2 separate regions of the Mus musculus genome follow, and region 2 is linked to region 1. A link is a contact called in public Hi-C data. All regions are on one chromosome and are shown on one strand. Each heading gives the region's core, a stretch centred on a gene start, on an enhancer-like site or on the middle of the called end of the contact. The rest is flanking DNA. Distances are from core to core; before and after follow the strand shown.

What was found. Hi-C and Micro-C count contacts between places; a contact is called where the count stands out from the background.
Region 2: a contact with region 1 is called in a Hi-C map of bone marrow-derived macrophages, with 15 read pairs. The contact joins two enhancer-like sites. A contact is called at or near these places in 1 of 15 datasets of contacts at CTCF or cohesin (pro-B cells), 2 of 484 Hi-C or Micro-C datasets (the C2C12 cell line and bone marrow-derived macrophages) and 1 of 115 datasets of contacts at active chromatin or transcription factors (embryonic stem cells).

Annotation. Positions count from the first base shown.
Region 1 is chr6:53,213,947-53,219,932 of GRCm38.p6, reverse strand. No RefSeq gene overlaps it. Among named protein-coding and RNA genes, the nearest start is that of Gm4872, 4.9 kb to the left of the region's middle. Within about 2 kb of position 3,047, at least 18 of the 459 cell types and tissues checked have an H3K27ac peak or open chromatin away from gene starts, as enhancers often do. A contact at or near this core is called in bone marrow-derived macrophages, where this site is marked.
Region 2 is chr6:53,757,426-53,763,724 of GRCm38.p6, reverse strand. No RefSeq gene overlaps it. Among named protein-coding and RNA genes, the nearest start is that of Tril, 60 kb to the left of the region's middle. Within about 2 kb of position 3,899, at least 54 of the 459 cell types and tissues checked have an H3K27ac peak or open chromatin away from gene starts, as enhancers often do. A contact at or near this core is called in bone marrow-derived macrophages, where this site is marked.

The DNA of each region.
Region 1 (5,986 bases), core at 1,798-4,297:
TGTGTGTGTGTGAGTGTGTGTGTGTGTGTGTGTGAGTGTGTGTGTGTGAGTGTGTGTGTGTGTGTGTGTGAGTGTGTGTGTGTGTGTGAGTGTGAGTGTGAGTGTGTGTGTGTGTGTGAGTGTGTGTGTGTGCATACCACACACACACAGGAAGAGAGGGGGTATTCTTTTTTATAAACAAGAAAGCTGGCATTCAGAGAAAGCACAAGACTTGTTGGAGCCTAGTACTGCACTGGCACAAGAGAAGTGTTTCTCAACCTTCCTAACGCTGTCACCCTTTAGTACAGTTCCTCGTGCTGTGTAAAATTAGTTTTGTTTTACTTCATAACTGTAATTTTGCTACTACTATGAATCATAATGTAAATATCCGAATTGTAGGATATCTGATACCCTATCCCAGAAGGGACCCACAGGGTGAGAATCACTGAACTAGAGGCTTCATTCTCTTCTGAGTCCATATCCTCTGCTTAAGTCACATTATCTCGAGCCATGCTTTGTTCCTGCTCTGTGGCATGAGAGGCTGAACGGATAGCTGGCCATCCAACCCATACCCAAACGTGGGGCCTGACCAATGCTCACGAGTTTCAACTTGTGAGACTCCAAACTAGGGCAGCATTTCAGTCTGCACTGGACTCTGTTTTCCCATAGGCTCCTTGGCCAGAGCCCTCTGGTCAGAGCCCCGTGTGCGGCATGAGCTTTCAAGCCAGGTGGGCAATCCAGAACAGACCATTCCCTCACGGATCCCAGCCCTTCCTCACTCAGGATGGAGGGCCCTGCTAACAAATGGTTTGAATTACAGGGAATCTGAATGTGTTCCCTTGTCTTGGACAGAGTTGTTGCAATTATGAAATAACCCCATTTTTAAAAGTGTGTTGTCCATATGCCGTTACAGCTGAATCTTTTCATGAGCAACAGACGCCTGGCCATTTCATGCAGAGTCACACCCCACATGCTAAGCGGACGGACATAATCAGGGGAAGGATTCTGAAGTGCGGGGGAAGCTATTGCACGGAATGTCAAGCCTGAAACTCGGCCTGGCCCTGGGGTGTGTGGGGGGCATATTGGCTTTATTCAGAAAAGAAACAACAGCTGTGCAGTGATTGGATAAGAATTAGAAAAATCTCACAATTGCCAAGGTGAACCAAACATTATGATGTAGTGCTGACACTGAGACAAGCTTTGCTAGGCGTTCCCACTACTGACTCGCTCCATTTTTTTTTTCTTAAGGGAAAACTTTCCTGGTGTAAGAACTTTCTATCCTTGGATTCAATGTAAACACCTCCCTCCATCTTGCTTTCTGACTGGAATTGAATCAACGGCCCCCAAACTGTGCAGAAGTGGGCGAATCACTTTGCAAACCAGTTAGCAAAGACATCTGCTCTGGTATGAGGTGAATGGAACGAAAGGCAAATATCCCAATAGAGGAACAGTAATTGACGGACCAAAACTGTACCCTAGGAGAGCTTGAGAACTTTTTTTTTTCAAATTAAAACTGGATGTTTGCATATTCTGAGCCAATTTGGCTGTTTGGCTATTAATATGGTGTTATGAGGCTCCAAGGCCGTGATGGACAACCTTTGCTGGAACGAACTGAGAGAAATAAACCACAGATATTCAAAGAGGCCCCTTAACTTTCCTCTGTCTATCTCCCTTGGCTCTCACTGCTTTATTCACTGAGCCTCTTGCCTATAACGGCCCAGCCATCTTCTCCCACTATAGAATCCCGGGATAACTGGTTTCTAAAATGGGAAATATGTGAATGTCTTTTGCCAGTCCCTGCCATTTTATCTGTCCTTCAAGGCTTATCCTGGGGACATAACATGATCATTTTCCCCCTTTCCTATGGACCAAAGTTCTAATCTCTGCGCTCTACCACTTATGGCCCTTGGGCACTGACACCCCTAGGCTGTAGCTTACAGTAAGTTGTGCACTTTAGTGGGACACATTCTCTAGATCCCATTTTCTCCAGCTGCTAAAAAAAAAAAAAAAAAAGGCCCTCAGCTGCTCACCATCTTCAAGAATTGTTTCTGTTAGAAAAAGGTACATGGCACAAAGTCATACACACATGTGTCAGCAGCTGGCATCCCAGCTTGATTCATACAGGCCAAAGGCCTGAAGTGTTCGCCACCCCATTTACGCCCAAACTCAGCAAGGTCTGAGGGATTCTCTCATGTTTTCTCATGGGATCAGATAAGGCCTTTATGGGAATAGTACTATGTTTCTGTCCCCCCACCCACCCCCCCACGTTGTCATGATGAAGCCCTAATTCCTGTTGAGAAGTAGATATTGTTTATAAATCACCCAGTTCAAGGCATTTTGTTACAGCAGCCCAAGCAGATTAAGAAAGCTAAGCACCGTCTCTCCGCTCATCCTGTGTCCTGACACTTCTTCCTTAAAGTGTCCTTCTCAAGAGTTTTTTTTCCCCTGCGTAAAGCTTCCATCTCAGAATCTGCTTCCTGGAACCTGGCCCGTGCCACTCACCCAGCCCTCTAGTGCCCCCATCTGGTTATGCCAGTTCTGCTCTGGATCCGACTGGAGCTTAAACAGACAGATGCTGAGTTCTGCTAGGATGATCTCCCAACCTCTCCCCAGCCTTCTTTGAAGACGAGCCCCAGACATGATGCCTGCTCAGTACTGAGCCATGTTACCTATTCACAAGGTTCTGGCTGCTGGCGGAGGACCTGGGGAAACCCTGCTCTACCCTTTCTTCACCAAGCATCAGCAGTTGTGTGCTCCTGATGTGCTCCTATGGACTGACTGTGTGCTGCTGTCGTCTTTTGTTCCTCAATAGAGTACCCCATTCTTTCATTGGGTTGAAACTCTTCAATGAGCAGGACCAATTCCTCTGCCTCTCCTCACCTGCCTGGCCCTCCTTGGCCCTAACAGTAAGCTATGCCCAAGCTTGTGTCTGAATAACTCTGCCCCCAACTACATTTACTGAAAAAGAGTCACTGGTTTCTAGTGGCCTTGTCCATACATACATTTGTAACGTGTCTTGTCATCAATTCCAACTCAAAGGCCACTTCCTGCACACAACTTTTCCACCCTGACTCTTCATTCTCAGAAAAAAAGGGGAAGTAGACACAGTCTGGTGAGTGTGACTTCAGTCTCTCATAGCTCCCAGAGCGGAACATGGAACAGACAATCAATGGCAAGAGATCCTTGCTACAGTGATATGCAGATCCCCCTGGCATAAGACTTGGGGGCAATTCAGTGTGAACTAACAAATAGCTGTAGAGAACCATTCATACGCACACCAAGCACTGTGCTATGACAGAAAGTGTAAGAAAAAAGAACCCTTTCCAGAATGGCCTACAAAAATCCCATGTTTTATTTGGGAGATGAAGGAAAGCTATCCCCAGGGAATACAGTATCTGCCAGGAAGCAGAACTCCTGAGTAACCCAGTGCAGCTCTCTCCTTGATTAGTCAACGGAGCATCCGACAGAGCAGAAAGCAAAATGCTTCCATACTGGCCATGGATGACTGCAATGGTACAGTAAATTAAAATAATAGGAGGAAATATAAGTTTCCTAAAAATAAAAGAGGTACATGTGAAATATCAAATTTCCAAAATTTAAGGGAAAATCAAAAGCATGGGGAAAATATTTATGAGGAAGTCCAATGTCAAAGCAGAACAAGATCATGCCCACCTCTGAGGACAGTCACGTGTATAAAAATGTCAGGTGGATTCTTTAAAGAATACATGTAATTAGTGGCAGGTTAGAATGCAAGTTAAGATCAGAGTTTTAATTAATGGCAGAATCAAAATGAAAACTAGTAGTCTGCTATTAAAAAAAAAAGACTAATAACTAGCCTGCAAGGCTAACAAGATAACCACGTTAAAATAAGTGCAGCGTTCAAGTCAAAATTCGTAACAAGCTCACTATATTGGCAAGGCCAGATTTATGGTTCCGTGTGTCAAAATGGCTATTCCATTTGAAGAGGGACATTAGCATCCATCAATAGGAGATTGGTTAAATAAATTACAGTAATCCACACAATGGAAACCAGGCAGCTATTAAAATGATGATGGGTAGCTACTTTTATTGACATGGAGAGATGTCTATGACAAGTTAGCTAATGAGGAAAGCAAGTAGGGGTCCTGAGTGGTCTGCATAATCCTATCCAGTTAACACAAAGTCATGGATCTATGTTTTAATATTTCTAAAATGCTTATTTCAGGGCCAGCAATGGCTCAGTCAGTAAGCCTGATGACCTGAATTCCATTCCTGAATCCACATGGCAAAAGCGCGCGCACGCGCACACACACACACACACACACACACACAGTAAGTTCTAAAAAAAAAAAAAAACAGAAAGGAAAAACCATAATCATTATTGCTAAGCTGAGACTGTAGGACATGGGAATGGGTTGGGTGGCTCAGGAGGATTTGGTAGGAGGTCCGCAGAGACAGGAGGATGGGATGGATGTCTACATAGTTGTCAGTGCTTAGGAGCTTCCCTCTGGCAGCAAGCTCAGAGTCACCGTGGCCAGGCTAGTACAAACCAGTCATCAGCCTACTTGCTCAGAATGCAGATGCTGAGCCTTTGGAGGTTAGAGGTCCACATCAAAGCTTGGGATAGGCCATGCTCTCTTCTGGTGCTCTGAGGGAAACCTCCTCGTTGTGACCATAGCTGTGGGCATCCCTTGGCATTTCGCAGTTTTCTTTATTGCGGCTCATGTTTCCAGCCTCTGCCTCCATCTTTACGTGGCCTTTGCCTTTGGTTCAAATCTTCCTCCGCCATCCCCATATAGAGATGCTTGTTCCACAGACTTAGATTATATTTGAACAATCCAGGATGACATCGCCTCAAAATCGTTAATTACATCTGCAATGATGTTTTGTCCAAGTTAAGTTCCATTGAAGGTCTTAGCTGCTCATACCTTTCAGGAAGACATTGTTCCAACCACTGTCAATGGCTAAGGTGACAATGAGGTACATATGAAGTATAGTCTTCTTAAAATGTAGTGAGCAGGAACAAGAGAAGAGAGGCAGAACAGCAAGGGGCATATCAGGACATTAGATAATGGCCTGTGTCATCAGTTCCCACTAGACAATGCACTAACAGTAGGGATGTTACCTCTGGTACCCTGAAAGGGAGACATTGTTTTATAAAATAATGCTTGTTCTCTTAGTTAGAGACAGAGTCTCTCTCTCTCTCTCTCTCTCTCTCTCTCTCTCTCTCTCTCTCTCCCTCTCTCTTCCCCCCCCTTTGAGAAATATATAATTTTCTTTTAGTTTAGTATTAAAATATGAAGTCATTTTCTAGTCAAACATTTATTTTAATTAATTAATTAATTAATTTTTCTCATATATTATATCCCAACTATAGTTTCTCCTCCCAGTCCTTTCTCCCCACTTCCCCTTTCCCCCAAATTCACCCCTCCTCTGTTTCCCATAAGAAAAGAGCAGACCTCCCAGGGATATCAACCAAGCACAGCATAGCAAGTTACAACAAGGCTAGGTACACACCCTTGTATCAAAGCTAGATGAGGCAACCCAGCCAGAGGAAAAGTGTCTCAAAAAAGCAGGCAAAAGAGTCAAAGATAACCACCGTGCCCACTGTTAGGAATCCCACAAGAAGACCAAGCTACACAACCATAACATACATGCAGAGGACCTAGGTTAGTTAGACCCATGTAGGCTCCAGTATTGTCAGGTCAGTCTCTGTGAGGCCCTATGAGACCAGGTTAGTTGGTTCTATGGATTTTCTTTTAGTATCCTTGACCCCAGTAGCTCTTACAATCCTTCCTCTCCCTCTTCCACAGGACTCCCCCACCTCTATCTGTTTGGCTGTGGATCCTTACATCTGCTCCCATCAGTCGCTGAACAAAGCCTCTCTGGTGATGATTATGCTAGGCTCCGGTCTAGAAGTATAGCAGAATATGTATAGCCCCAGCTGGCCTGGAACTCACAGTGTAACACAGTCTGGCTTTCAACTCATAATCCTCCTTAGCTTCCTGAGCACCGGGATTACAGATCT
Region 2 (6,299 bases), core at 2,650-5,149, 540 kb before region 1:
TAAAGCTGGAGGTAAGCGGGGGTGCATACAGTAGCACTTGCCGTCATCGCACGAACTGAGACAGAAGCATTGGGTGGCAGAGATAGACAGCTTGCATCGAGTTGTACAGTCTTTGAGTCTGGTTAACTTTGGTGTGTGAGGTTTTTATTTATTTAAAATTTGAAAGCAAATAAAGTAAGGTCCAAACGCATTTCAGCCATGGCCATCACAGTCCATGGGGCCCTGATGCCACGTTCTTTACAGTGGTTTACCTTACATTAGGGCAGCCGTGGAAGTCATTATCTGAACAAGGGGACAGAATGGGCCAGCCACTGTTAACAATTGCAGAAGAAATGACAGTGGTGAACTGGGGCCGTTGTTGTTGTTGTTTGATGAACCTGGCCAGGCTGTGTGCCACTGCCTTATAGTGAGAATGGAGCAAGAATCATTCTTTAACCCAGGAGTCTCTGCTTGAGCAGCAAAGTAGGAAGGAGGCGTGGAGTCCACACTAATTGTAATGGGTGCAGGGCTGAGGCTGGATCACATGCTGACCTGTGCCTCTTTGTGAAATCAAGGACCATAGAGGTCTCCTCTGACAAGGGGTAGCACAACTTTGCCACTGTCGTTCTTCTCTGTGCCTTTTCCTGGCTCTATAATAGCCCTGCCTACCTTAACACCTTTTCTTTTACTTCACTTCTAATATTTCCAAATTCACTTATGCGGGGGAGACAGCTAGGTTTGCCAGTGGTTGATGTTTGAACGAACGAGTTACTCCTTAATAGAGCACTGATATGGCATTTCCAATGGAAAGCCGTGGTCCGGTTTTTCATCAACCCCTTGCTTCAGTGCGGAAACCTGAAACCTCGCCCTCTGCTAGTCATCACTCTTTCTTTTTGCACAGGCAACAAACTCCTCAGCAGAGCCCGCAGCAGGCATGTGCTCCAGTGAGCTGATCAATTAAAGGCAGCAAGCGATTGGCAATGTTTGTTGAAGCTCATGGAAATGCTAACTTGGCTACAGGGCAAGCCTTCCTGGAACAATGTCTTGCTAAAATTGAATACTTTTCTGGAAGAAACAAAAGCTGGTAAAACATTTAAGTCAAATCGATCTTTAAACAGGATTCTGAACATGGAAACCATTTCTATACACACATGGCATCCATTAGAAATGAGGGCTAGGAAAATTTCTCCTGTGCAAGACTTTCCAGAAGGAAAGAACATCCGCGATAAAGCTTGCCCTCCCACGGCTCCTTAGAGAACAGTACCTCACCCAAGTCCAAACTCTCAGTCACTCAAGCACAAGCGCTGTGTATGACAGTCTTCACGATCACCATCTTCTTGCATTTTACTTCCACCATAATACCAATAACCTCATTGTGACCCAGTTATATGCTAAAATATTTCAAACTTTGTAAAACACAAATGCTCCTAATGCTCTCCCTCCCCAGACACAATCACTATTTACTATGTATTATGCATCTTTCCATTTCTGTGCAAGCATGTGTATAAACCATACTAGTTGTAAATGCTTTTAATAGATTGCTTTCTCTTATTAAAAGCTTGCTGTTGTGTGCACGATAGAGCACAAGTCTATCAGTAGCTTTCAGGAAGAGGAATTGGAACTGTGGAGCCAAAGGATAAGCTTGTTTTAATTCTGATAAATGCTATCAGTCTCTGTGAGTGTGTGTGTGTGTTGTTGTTGTTATTGGTGGTGTGTGTGTAGATGTGGTGGTGGTGGTAGTGGTGTGGTGGTGGTGGTGACGGTGATGGTGTATATGTGCGTGTTTGTGTATGTGTTATTGGTGGTGGTAGTGTTGGAGGTGCATGGGCAGATTTGGTGATGGTGGAGGTGATAGTGATGGTGATGATACTGACGGTGTGTGTGTGTGTGTGTGTGTGTGTCTGTGTGGGTCCATCCCACAGTTTAGCTGTAGAGAACTTTCCCTTTATTCTGCCTGTGTGCTTCATATCCCTTTCTCCTTTTAGTCTAAGTGATAAATTTGACCTTCTTGCAGATTTGACTTTTTTGACTTAGCATTGTCCTCAGGTGTATTTTTGCACATTTGTGTTCCATTTCTATTTCCTCCTCTTGGACCACGTGCCTGTTTTCCCCCTGATGGCTCCTCCCTCCTTCAAACTGAGCATTTCCCCTGGCTCCGGGTGGAGCCCACCATTTGCACAGATATTCTCCAAATCCTGCCTCCTTGTGCTTTAGGGACAGGTCAACCTCCAAAGCATTTTTATAACCCCTTTGCTGCGATGGCTCTGGGCTTCAAAGCACAGGAGGTCTATCTCTCCCCAGATGGATGTGAGCACTGGATGCCGGTTCTGCTTGCCTCTCTCCAGGCTTCCCTCAGTGATGCTGGCCCTCAGCTCAGTGTCTACAACCAGGCTTCTTTAAGGCAGCCTTAGCTTGCCCTCATTTCTTCTGCCTTTCTCTAGATTCTTGTGAAATCCTGTGGTGATAAAGAGGTTCTGTGCTGCTCTTTGAAGTATGGCCGTCTCTTGCAGAGGCTGGCTTCATCTGGGCAATATGGGAAGACTTGGTGCAGCTGGGAATGCGTTTTTCATTTAGCCAAAGGGATGCTTTTGGCATCTATGGAACTAGAAGGCCCTTATTCATCTTTTGGGTTTATATATTTTCTTAAAGGTTGCGATTTGCATTTCTGTTCTCTATCTCCTTTTGCATTGCTGTCTGAGAAATGCAAAACCCGTGGGGGAAAGTAGGCCTGGCTTTGGGGAGATTTCAAATGCAGCTCTCCTTTGTGTCACTGGAGGCGGCCCCAGTCCTTCCCGCCAAGGCCAACTGCCTGCAGGGTAATGGATTATCTTCCTCTCTGCAGACTCCACGGGAGATGTTCTCAACGGTTTATGCATTCTGGCCTGAAAACACTCCCTGCAGAAGGGAGAATTCTTCCTGTGTTCCCCAGCAGAGGTCCCTGGGGACTGAATCTGGCTCGCAGTGTAAACCCCATGTGCTATAAAGAGAAGATCAAGGGCAGATTTGGCACTAAGTGGTTGTTCCAAAGTTTCCAACTGGTCTAAGCTTTCAAAGACAAAGAGTGAGGAGTTGTGGTTGCTTTCACCTTGGGGAATACTTACAGGAGGTGTCTAAACACGCCTCAAAATGCCCGGATCTTAGCAGAAGGGAAGAGATCAGTAAACCTGTAAACAAAAAAGGTGACTGGTTCTGCTTTGGGATAAAAAAAAATAGGAAGGGGGAAGTGGAGGGGTTTACTCACAGGAGGAATAGGTTATTTGGGTGTTGAGCTTTTGTTTAGACCTCTGTCAGTGGCACCTTCAGCAATTGAAGCAAGAGATAAGTTTGTTAAATGTGTAATATATAAGGGAAATCAGCAAGAAAAACATGTGTGTGTGTGTGGGAGGTCCAAAGAGACAGAAACAAGTTTAAATTAAGAGAGAGGAGGGAGGGAGGGAGAGAGAGAGAGAAAAGAGAGAAAGAGAACAAAGAGAAAGAGAAACTGGGGGGCCAGAGAGAGAGAATGAATAAAAAGGAAGGAAATGGATGATAAGGAAGAGAAGGGAAAGGATGAGGGGGGCAAGCCCTCTGAGGTGAGTGGGTTATGGTGTTTGAAAACATCCTCAAGAGCAAAGCCAGCAGGCAGCTTCCTCACAGATGCCTCCTGGTTGTTGCCCAGAGCTTTAAGGACTGAAGGGTAGCAAACCCTCCACATTCCTGGTCACACTAAGCTTTGCTTTGAAATCCCTAAGGAGGCCTACAACTTGGGGGTTGAGGTGACAAAGGGCAGACTGAGGGAATTATTTATTTCCCTCTTTGCCATCTGGGCATCCTCATTAATTGAGTGGATTCATTTGGTGCCGGTTTCTGCTCCCTTCAGAGTTCTGGTCAGGAAAATTAAGAATCATGATTCTAACGGCTCACGTGGTCTGTGAGTCATGGCAGGATGCTTTAGTGCTCTGGCCTTCCCAGTTTGCTATGTTTTGATTTGCTGAGTTCTTTCTTCCTCTTTTGTGCAGTTTACTTATTATAATTATTAATGAGGAAACAGAAAAGTGGCTATTCAGTTGAACTTTAGGGAGCAGGACGTGATAAACAGTCTCTGTCTAGGATCTAACATTTGCCCCTAAATACAGTAATTATTAGGTTGCTTGATGATATGCTGGGTTTTACAAGGCTCTTATTAGGGAAAGAAAAAGAACATAATAAATCCACTAATGTGGGTAATGACTGGTATGGAAATTGAAAATGGTTCAAAATTAACCCACTCCTTTTTTCCACCTTCTAAATACCCCCCTGGGTCCTAATATTATTCATCACATAAATATACTTGCTCTTCATTTCAGCTAGTCCTTCCCTGCCAAGACACTCCAGAATTAATTGCAATTAAGTGCTATCTGGCCTTACCCAGGCATTGACAGGAGGCTCAACTGAAGGAAAATGTAACCAACCTGCAATGGCAGAGAGACGCACAAATGGTTCTGTGAGCTCCACATGCCTAGTTCAGTGTTAGCTCATGGGACTCCGAGGAACACCAAAAATGAAGGCACTCAATAAACAGAAGCTGTCTGCTCACGGTGACCACTGAAGGGCTACATAACCCTCTCTGCCTCCCTCTCTGCCCCCCACCCCCACCCCCGCCTCTGTCTCTCACTCCTGTCTCTGTCTCTGTCTCTGTCTCTGTCTCTGTCTCTCTGTCTCTCTCTCTCTCTCTCTCTCTCTCTCACACACACACACACACACACACACACACACACACTTCTGCATAGTAGAGACAACCCTATTTTAATGCAGACTTTTCTGTGTGTCTTTACCGGAAGTTATGACGGGGTCTGATGGAGTCTGATGCGGGAGGCACACACAGGAATACTCCCACACATTAAGCATGTGTGATTTTCAGGCTATATAAGACACTGCATTTACAAAATATTTCTTTGGAGTAAACTCTATATAGATGTCCCAGCTGTAGTCATTTACTGAAGATGAATCTGAACAACAATGTGTGACCTGAAAGGGACCTTCCTGTCGCCCTGCTTCCTGTCACCCCGATTCCTGTCACCCTGAGTCTTTCTATAAGCCTTCTGTTGGTGTTTAAACAGTTTCAATCTTACTTGAAATGTGAACAGAGTAAGCGAAAAACAGTTTAAACTCTTCTGGAATCAAATCCAGGCTCCACAAAACAAGATGGGAATGACAAAGACAAACAGTGAAGCCTTAGGTCTGAGGAAAGCCCATTAGGAAGCTGCTCCCGCAGTCAGAGAGAGAACAAGAGTGACACAGATTGACTGCTGTGCTGGGAGCATTGCCATTCAGATGGAGGAGAAATAAAACAACCCCAGAGATGACTGTATAGTCCAACACCACTGTAGCACAGAGCCAGCCAATGTAATAAGACACGAAAAGGAAGTTTAGATCTCAAAAGTAAAATATGATGTTGAAAGTAAGGTAAAAACATTCAGTGCACTGAGAAAAAAAAAATGGGTCCTTAGAATACAGCAAAGGATTGGTATTACATTTTCCAGAGCACCCTACAAATCAATAAAAGGTGATCAAGAAGCCATCAGCAAAAAGGGCAGAGGAAACAAAGAACAAATTCGCATGAGGTATGCTTTCAACGGTTAGTGGATTTGACCATTCTGAATTTTATCTTAATAATAATCAAATAAACCAACGAAAGCTCAACTCTTATTCATGATTGTAAACATGTTTTGAAAAGACTTATATGTTGAGGATTCGCAAATAAGGAGAATATAATTATAGTGAAGTCTTTCTGAAAAGCAAATCCACCACAATGCTCACTATGACTTTTACTTCTATTCATGTAGCATGGTAACACGCACGCACACACGCACGCACACACACAGTCAAGGCTGCTCATCACAGCTGTCTACATAAGTGCAAAAGTCTGTGCACTGGTGTATCAGTTTTCCAGAGCAGGGCCCTACAGACCAGGCAGCTTACACAACAGAGAGCTACATCTGCATACCACTCAATGCTGACACTGAACATCTGTGTGGTGGGTTCATCCTGTGACCTCTTAAGTTTACCAGTCTTATTAGATCAGGACACACTAATTACCTCTTTAAAGACCCGGTCTCCAAGTAGAGTCACATTACAAAGTATTAGAAAGCATCAGAACTTAGAGCCTAACATGAGTTTTGAGGGGATATGATTTAGTCTTTAATAGTCAGAAACAACATACATGCAAGACAGAAAAGTGGACATGGTACATTCAGGCCACATATACAGTCACTAATAAAAATGAGATAAATCAATGGAAAAAATTAAAATACTAAGGTAAGAATAATCAAATTTTATAGATGGTATAGTAGAATTTAACT